Regions from separate parts of the Zea mays genome. Here region 1 is linked to region 2. Evidence: chromatin contacts called from public Hi-C data. All regions are on one chromosome and are shown on one strand. Each heading gives the region's core, a stretch centred on a gene start, on an enhancer-like site or on the middle of the called end of the contact. The rest is flanking DNA. Distances are from core to core; before and after follow the strand shown. Region 1 holds the start of LOC100273638. Region 2 holds the start of LOC103654224.

Region 1 (3,717 bases), core at 1,091-3,590, 320 kb after region 2:
CCTGCACTCTCGAAGTCTGGTCTTTTACAGCTTGGCTCTCTATATACATGTTGGATCTAGCTAGACTCTCGGATTCCTAAACCAAACAGATGTATTGTGGTCAACCGCATTTTGGTAGCGTTCAATTTCGAGCTTAAGTGCCAAACGCGGTGTTTGGATGGAGCTACTAAATTTTAGTCTATTAAGTGTTCGGATGCTACTAGTTACAAGTATTAAATATAGTCTAATTATAAAACTAATCCGAACATATTAAGTCTAATTAGTTCATTATTGTGATGCTATAGTAAATATTTGGTAATCATGAATTAGTTAGGTTTAATAAATTTATCTCACTGCTAGGGGTGGACCTAGGTACATGGGAGTGAGGGCATAAATATTTGATTTCGAACTTGTATGTGTTGTTTATTCAGAATAGGTAAGGTTTTGTAAAAAAAAAAACTGTATAGATTTTTTTCCCCTGTATGTTAATTCGAGAGCTTCAAGCCACTCAGAGCATTGATGGGTTATTACCATCGTTTCCACAATCCATATGTATATATATGTACGACCAGTGGCTAGATGACCTGTTTCAGTTGTTTTCTTTGCAGCTTAGGAGTCAAAGAAGCTGTATGCATAGCTTTGGCACCTTCGATCATCTCTATAGCCTTTTTCTTCTATGAAACGGTAATACAGCTTCCTCTTTCCCGGAAGAAAGCGGACTCTGGCAGGAAAATACAGCACGGAAGTATAGGACTTGTGGGGGTATGAGTCCATGACATCACATCACTCTATAGGTCGCAGGCTAGCAGCACTGATTCTGTCGTTTCCGTGAAGACCTGGCCTCGGTTAGAAACTGAGTGCTAGTAGTGACCCGGAAACAGTGGGCAGTACGCTGACTATTTAGTTAGCGGGCCTCGTAAATGATCGTACAAATTATTATTTTTCACTTTATATTATATTATTTATAGACTAGAATTTAAAATAAAGGATAAGATAAGGAGTAGAATCGAGAGTCTTGCAGAGAACTTTGTATGCATCGTCACACCGTAGTAGACTAGTAGTACGTGCAGGAGCACCTCTGTCGAGTGTACATGGTCTGGTATCCGTATCCCTCGTGTAGTCGTGTTGTGTCGTGTCCCACGCTGCGGCGCCGGGGCCCGGGGGGCCACCTGAGTACCTGACAGCACGCCCCGGCCATCCGGTCAGGATCGATCTCGGTTGTCCGCTGCTGGCGGTTGGGCCCGCGCCGACGCCGGAAACCTGGGGCCGCCGCGGTACGGGGTTGCTGCGCGCCACGCACGCGGCGGCAGCCGGCAGGCAGGGCCCAGGATAGACGATGGCGCCGCGCCGGCCGTACCGCCGGTGCCCTGCTGTTTTATGGTCTCGAGTCTCGACTCTCGAGTGTGGCGTGATGCATCGTCCTGTCAGTGCTTACGTGCGGTACAGTATTTGTTAATCGCCCGAGGGTGATGATTGCACAGGGTACAACATGGGTGAACAGGGAGATCCTCCCGTGATTGCTCAAGGCCCGGCAGCAGCCAGCCGTGCTGTGCCCAACTGTCGATGGATTTTTTCTTCTTCTTGTTCCAGGCTCAAAGACTGCCCTGCACAGCACACCATCGAATGTGGTCTTCTTTTTCATGATTAGACAGGAAATCACACACCTCACATCTGACATGGGAGCCTGCCCGCCGGAGCTACTAGGTTCTCGAGTGGCAACAGCTTGATCAAACGGGCCGCAGCGCCACCCAGGGTCCTTGCGGCTGCATCCAAACCCAAGTCGTGCTCGCGGGCTGCGCGTCTCTGCCGTCAGCGGCAATAGATCCTAGGCTTTTCTGGGCCTGGGCCCAAAACGATTGGGCTGGCCAGGTTGGTATATAGATGGCTTCCTAAAGTTTTTAAGGCCTCCTTCGGCTTGCGGGGGTTTCTCTTCTTCCATTTTCTGCGTTTTTTCTGTGAAATCAACTTTTTAAAAATTTCTATAATACGTTCTCTGAAATTTCTGCCATACAAAGTAGACATAAATGATTTACGACAAAGGGGGGGTCTAGGCCTCGGGAAATATCACCCCACTTCTCTCCGTTCGCCGATGCACAGCGGTGACCATGCCAACGAAGTATAGGCATGTTGTCTGCCGTTTTTCTAAACTTTTCTACTTGAAGGCCATGTTCCAAATCTAAAACTACTAGTTAAAGGTTAAATTTAGCCGAAAGTTTAGAAGTTTAGAACGAATCTGCTAGTAGACCAGTTAATTGTTAGATATATTGCTTTAACGTAGCTAAAACCAACTAACAACTTAGTCTCGCTGCTCATTCCCGTGCTACTACACTGCTACCACAGAGTGACAGAGCCAGACCTATCCACTCCCTCATGCAGCATCGCGGCTAACTTCCCAGCCACTGCTTGCACCATCCCGATTCCCCCCCACCCGCCGCGCAACAAGGCGCAACCCAGACCCCGGCCCCTCCAGCTCGGAAAACCCCCCCGACGAGCCACCGCCACGCGACGCCCCCTCACTCACTCACTCCGCCGCCCGGCCCGCCGCGCGAGGCCGGTCCTGGAACACGGCGCGCCGCGCTCGTACCCATGCCGTAACGCCCGAACCCGCCAACCGAGCCGCAGCCGCCTCGCCGCGCACACATGCACTTCCCCTCGCCGCGCGCGCTCGCCATGGCCGCGCCGGCGGTCGCCCGCCCTCGCCTCGCCCCCGTGGCTCACCCCGCCTCGACCTCTTGCCTGCTGGCCCTCTGGGACCGGAGGCGCGGGCACGGCCGCGCGGTTGCGGCGGTGAGGGCGCGCGAGCAAGGCGCGGCGCCGCCCGACCCGGCGGCCTTCCTGCGCCGGCCGGAGGTAGCGACGGTGACGTCGACGGAGGAGGAGAGGGAGGCCGATGCGGGGTCCTCGTTTGATGGCCCCGGGGAGGACGAGGCGCCCGAGGAGGAAGGGGTCCGGGGGAGGAGGAAGGCGCCGGAGAGGGAGTGGGTGGATTGGGAGGACCTTATCCTCGAGGACACCGTGCCGCTCGTTGGCTTCGTACGGATGATCCTCCACTCCGGCAAGTACGCAACATTTCTCTCTTCCTGCCTCCTGTTTTGTTTGTTGGCACCAGAAATTCATCACGGACTTTGTCATCCATGCTAATAAATTTTAGAATAGCCTAATACCGTAGGTCATTGATGCTGTCGCAATTCATCGAACTTAATGCCTGCTAGGTAAACTTATCGTGCATGAGCCTGGAATGCTGACAATGCCCAGGAGGCACCATTGGATCAATTACATCTATATTTTTTTTCTTTTTGTATTCAACTCCATTGCTATAATGACCACAGTTGGTTTTATGCTGGACATAACACTATAAACAATGTAGAGAAAGCTATGTATTTATTGTTTTCTTTAAATCAAAGTATATTATTTATTTGTTTTTTTAAAAAAGATAAAATTGTGAATTATTCCTTCTGTCCCAAAAAGAATGGAAATCTCGGTTAACAAGGAGCCAAACAGTCCCATGTTTCACTAGGTTTATGATAGTATCAACATTTGTATCTTCATATAAGTTTATTGAAAATAGATTCCATAATTAATCTAGTAATACTTATTAGGCATAGCAAATATTAATAGTTTCTGTGTATATATTTGGTCAAATTTGGGATTGTTTGACTCCTCAAGAACCAAGATTTGTATTCTTTTTGGGGATGGAAGGAGTAGTTCAATTGGTTTTGCACAATTGGTTGCACAACA
Region 2 (4,086 bases), core at 591-3,090:
AGATAGGATTGGTAGGTCAAATTTGAAGTCCTCATTAAAGAAAGACAGTTGATACACACAAAAAAGGGACAGTCTAATACAGCTGTAGAAACTGTACATTTCCTAAATAGCAGTAGAATACACTTTCCTAAATCATGATAGCATATAAACTGAAACATAAGAAGATATATGTCAGGTTTTCACAATTCTTTTTAGCAGAAGCTGAAAACATGGTGTGAACAATACATACCGTGACTACATCGGACACATGCGCCATGCTTAATCTTGCAGATACTGCACGTCAACTTCATCCGATTCTCTTGGACATTTTCAAGGCTAAATACAGGTTCCATTGACTCCATGTCCTCAACAAAAACCTCTGGTGCCCAGAGACTACAGAACAAGTGCACAAACTTTTGGTGGCCAACACCCGCATTTCGAGTAGGCTCCACTTTAACGGGTTTAAGAGCCCCTTTCTCCTTTGGGCATAAAGCACAAGGCATCGACGGGGTGCCGCCAGCATCTTCCTTCAATGACCACCCTGTAGACTCTAGATATGTACACCAAGCACACAACCATTGCCCATCAGGCACAGCATGCAAACCATAACACTTCTGGTGCACTGACACCTTGCAGTTGCTGCAGTTAACTATCCTATTGGACTCCATGGAACTTTCTCCAAGACAACAAACATCACAGCTTGAAGATGCCTCAGCCCCTACGCGTGGAAGCAGAACAAGCTGCTCTAACCCAGCATCGACACCCAGAAGCTTTCTCTTCTTGTTGGGCCGCTCTGAAGTGAGAACAAACCGGCCTGTTGCTCCTAGCAACCAATTAAGTGAAGTTCCTTCCTCCTTGGGACATTGTGCTAGCACAACGCCACTGCTGCTCCCAGCTTGATCCACTCCAAATGATCTCCCTCCCAACTGAACAGAAACTTCGTGTATGCCATGTTCCCCTCTGTGCATATTAAGCTCTTTGTCACTGACCATCTGTTGCACAACCACATCATGTATGTCATGTTCATCGCTTTGATCATTCCTCTCTTTCTGACTAGCCAGATGCACACTTTGCACTCCGCGCTCCCGGTTGCTGACCACTTCTTCGCCACCAACACCCAAATACGAGGTTGTTTCAGCCACAGCCACGTCATATGTCTCAGCTTGGTTTATTAATTCCTTGCCACTCCCCAGAAATGGTATTAGCATACATGAGTCGACATTGCTGTAGCCGAATGGGAGCTTTGGTCTTAACATTTCGATATCAGCCAGTGTTACAGGACGGAAATAAGCCTCAAACTGGTCCCACAAGCCAACCTTCGCAGGGGTGGCTACAGGTGACTGTGGTGGAGGCTCCGGAGCAGCATCGTCCGGAGGGGGAGGCAGAATCTTCTTGTGCTTCTTCCGGGCGTCCCCCGGCCCTGCCCAGCTGACGAGCCGCGCCGGCAGCGTGGGAACCCTGGGCGCCGCCTCGTCGCCCTCGAACGGCGTCCGCAGGGACACAGCCTTGGTGGCCTGCGCATACAGGTCGACACCGAACCCAGGGGCCTCCTCCTGGGGCAAGGCCTCAGCGCGGGCCATTTCCCCGTTCATTACGCCCTCAACAGGGAGGGGCACATCGCCGCCGGAGCCCCCCGCGGAGGCTGCGTCGCAGGGGGAGACCTCCGGCGATAAGGGACGGCGGAGAGACGGGCCGAGCTAGGGTTAGGGTTTCGTCTCGAGCCCGAGCTTGTGTTTCCCTTCCGAGCGTTCTCTTTCCTGGCGAATTTTTCCCGGCCCGAGTTTTTCGCGTGGGTGTGGGTGTCGGTCTCTCGGATAGTCGGATGCAGTGGGCGGAGCGTGGGTGTGGGTCTCGGTCGGTCTGTCGGATGGAAGCAGCTACTCTGCGTTAACTTCCGACCACTGCCGTGTGGGGCCAGGCGCTAATCGGACCCGCACGTCAGTAACTGGCCAGTAGAAGATCCGGCTGCCTCTCGGATGCAGTGGGCGGAGGGACGGTGTATGCACTCAAACCATATTTGTTTCTATATTTTTATTCGGTTTCGAATTTGAATACGGATAGATTTGTATAAGAATACGAATGTTTTCGAATTCAAACAAATTCAAATATGGATAGTCGTGTCTCGAATACGGAACTAGTCGAACATGGATATTGTCGATAACAGAAATTTTGTCGGATACTGTGTAAGATCATTTCACACATATCATGGTTGTAATCATGTATCCACTTCTTGAGTCCAAACATTTTTTAGCACTAGGTGAGTGCCCGTGCGTTGCAACGGAACCGTATAATAACATGAAAACTTATGTACATATGTGTTATATTGTTATAGATATGTGTCTGTGCGTTGCGACAGAAGTAAAAGATTTGTATGAAACATTGATACGGAACGACAAGCATCACTATAATATGCAAAATATGTGTGAAAAACATTAACAATATCACACAAATTATTTCTAAAAAGTTAATTTAGAATTTTTAATTACAGACAAATGTGTCGACAACTGTACACTAATCAGCTACTTTTTTAGCGATATCGATAAATCTCTGTTGTATGTTTGCAGGGATGGCATATTGTAACGCCCTGAATTTAGGGGTAGAATTTTTTTTCTTCTTTTCCCTCACCAAATTCAGGCGTTACCCTTTCCTTTTCCCTTTTCCCCTCGCTAAACTTTGATCTTTTCCAAAGTATAGCAGGATTCGGCTTGAGGTCCCATGTAAAGCAAAACCCTAAAATATTTTATTTTGTGTGATGCACCATGCCGAACCATGCATACCTTTTGATTGTTTAAAAATGTGAATGCATTCATCTAGAGGAAAATAGATTTTAGAAAAAGAAAACCTTTTCCTTCTCCTCTTCCCCCTCCTTCCCCATTTTCGGCCCAACCGCCCCCCCCCCCCCTTCCCCCCGCGTGGGCCTCGCGGTGGCCCAGCCGCCCCTCCCCCTTTCCTTCCCACCGTGGGCCGCCTGGCGGCCCAGCCGCGCCCCCCCACCCCCAACCGGCCCAACCGCCCCCTCCCCTTTTCTTTTTTCCAAAAATCCCCTCCCCGCGGGCCCCGCTCGTCATCCCCCCTCTCTCTCTCTCTCACCCTAACCCTAGTCGTCGTCGCCCCCGTCCTGCCCCCACGCCGCCGCCGCGCCGGCCTCCCTCTCCGGTGAGGTTTCTCCCTCCCCCCTCCCTCCTCTCCTCCCCTCCCTCCTCCTTCCCTCCCGCCGGCGTCCCCCGCCCCCGCGCCATGGGCGCGCCCGCCTCGGCCCCGGCGAGCTCGGCCCCGGCCCCGGCCGCCCCGGCCTCGCCCGCGCCCGGTCGCCCTCGGCCGCCCCGCGCTCGGCCGCCCGCTCGGCCGCCCTCCCCGCGCCGCCCCCCGCCCGTCCCCGGCCCGGCCGCCCCCGGCTCGGCGAGCTCGGCCCCGGCCTCGACCACCCCCGGCTCGGCCGCCCCGCCTCGGCCACCCCCGGCCCCGGCGCGCCACGCTCCGGCGAGCCCGCCCCTCGCCGCGCCCCGGCTGCCCCGGCTCGGCCGCCCCCGCGCGAGCCCCGCTCGGCCCCTCGCGTCCGGCCGCCCCCGTCCGGCCCGCCTCCGGCGAGCCCCGCGCCGCCCCGGCTCGGCCGCTCCCCCCGCGCCCGGCTCGACCACCCGCCCCCGCGCCCGGCCTCGCCCGGCCGTGTCCTCGCTCGGCCGCGTCCTCGCTCGCCCGTGCTCGCTTGCCCCGGCGCGCTTGCCCGCTCGTCCCGCCGTGCCTTGCTCGCGTCGTGACGGCCCCGCCGTGGCCTCGAGCTCGGCTAGTTCGTGGCGTGTGCGTGCGGTCTCGCGCGCGTGCTCGCGTAGTGCGCGTGCCTTGGCACGACCCGTCGTGCCCCGTCTACCCCCCTGTGTCCTATGCGCGCTAATCACGTGTTTATATTAATAAGATAGGAGTCTCAATTTGGAAATTGGTTACATTAGTTAACTTGTATAGCTAATTGCCTAACTCATTTAATGTTAATCTACTAAAAGTGGTCACGTTTACATTAGTGCATGTAGCTAATTCTTTTGTTAAGACCAATTGAAATTAGAACACGTGACGTCTAGTTATTCATCAACCCATAGTGTGTCTCGGTCATAA

What was found. Hi-C and Micro-C count contacts between places; a contact is called where the count stands out from the background.
Region 1: a contact with region 2 is called in a Hi-C map of tassel, with 3 times the contacts expected there. The contact joins the promoter of LOC100273638 here to the promoter of LOC103654224 in region 2. A contact is called at or near these places in 5 of 25 Hi-C or Micro-C datasets (ear, endosperm, leaf and 1 more).

The regions. Positions count from the first base shown.
Region 1 is chr4:183,563,889-183,567,605 of Zm-B73-REFERENCE-NAM-5.0, forward strand. LOC100273638 reads left to right here and starts at 2,341. Exons shown (of 3, transcript NM_001148054.1): 1 at 2,341-3,038. The coding sequence starts at 2,620.
Region 2 is chr4:183,249,000-183,253,085 of Zm-B73-REFERENCE-NAM-5.0, forward strand. LOC103654224 reads right to left here and starts at 1,841. Exons shown (of 19, transcript XM_020552746.2): 1 at 230-1,841. The coding sequence starts at 1,571.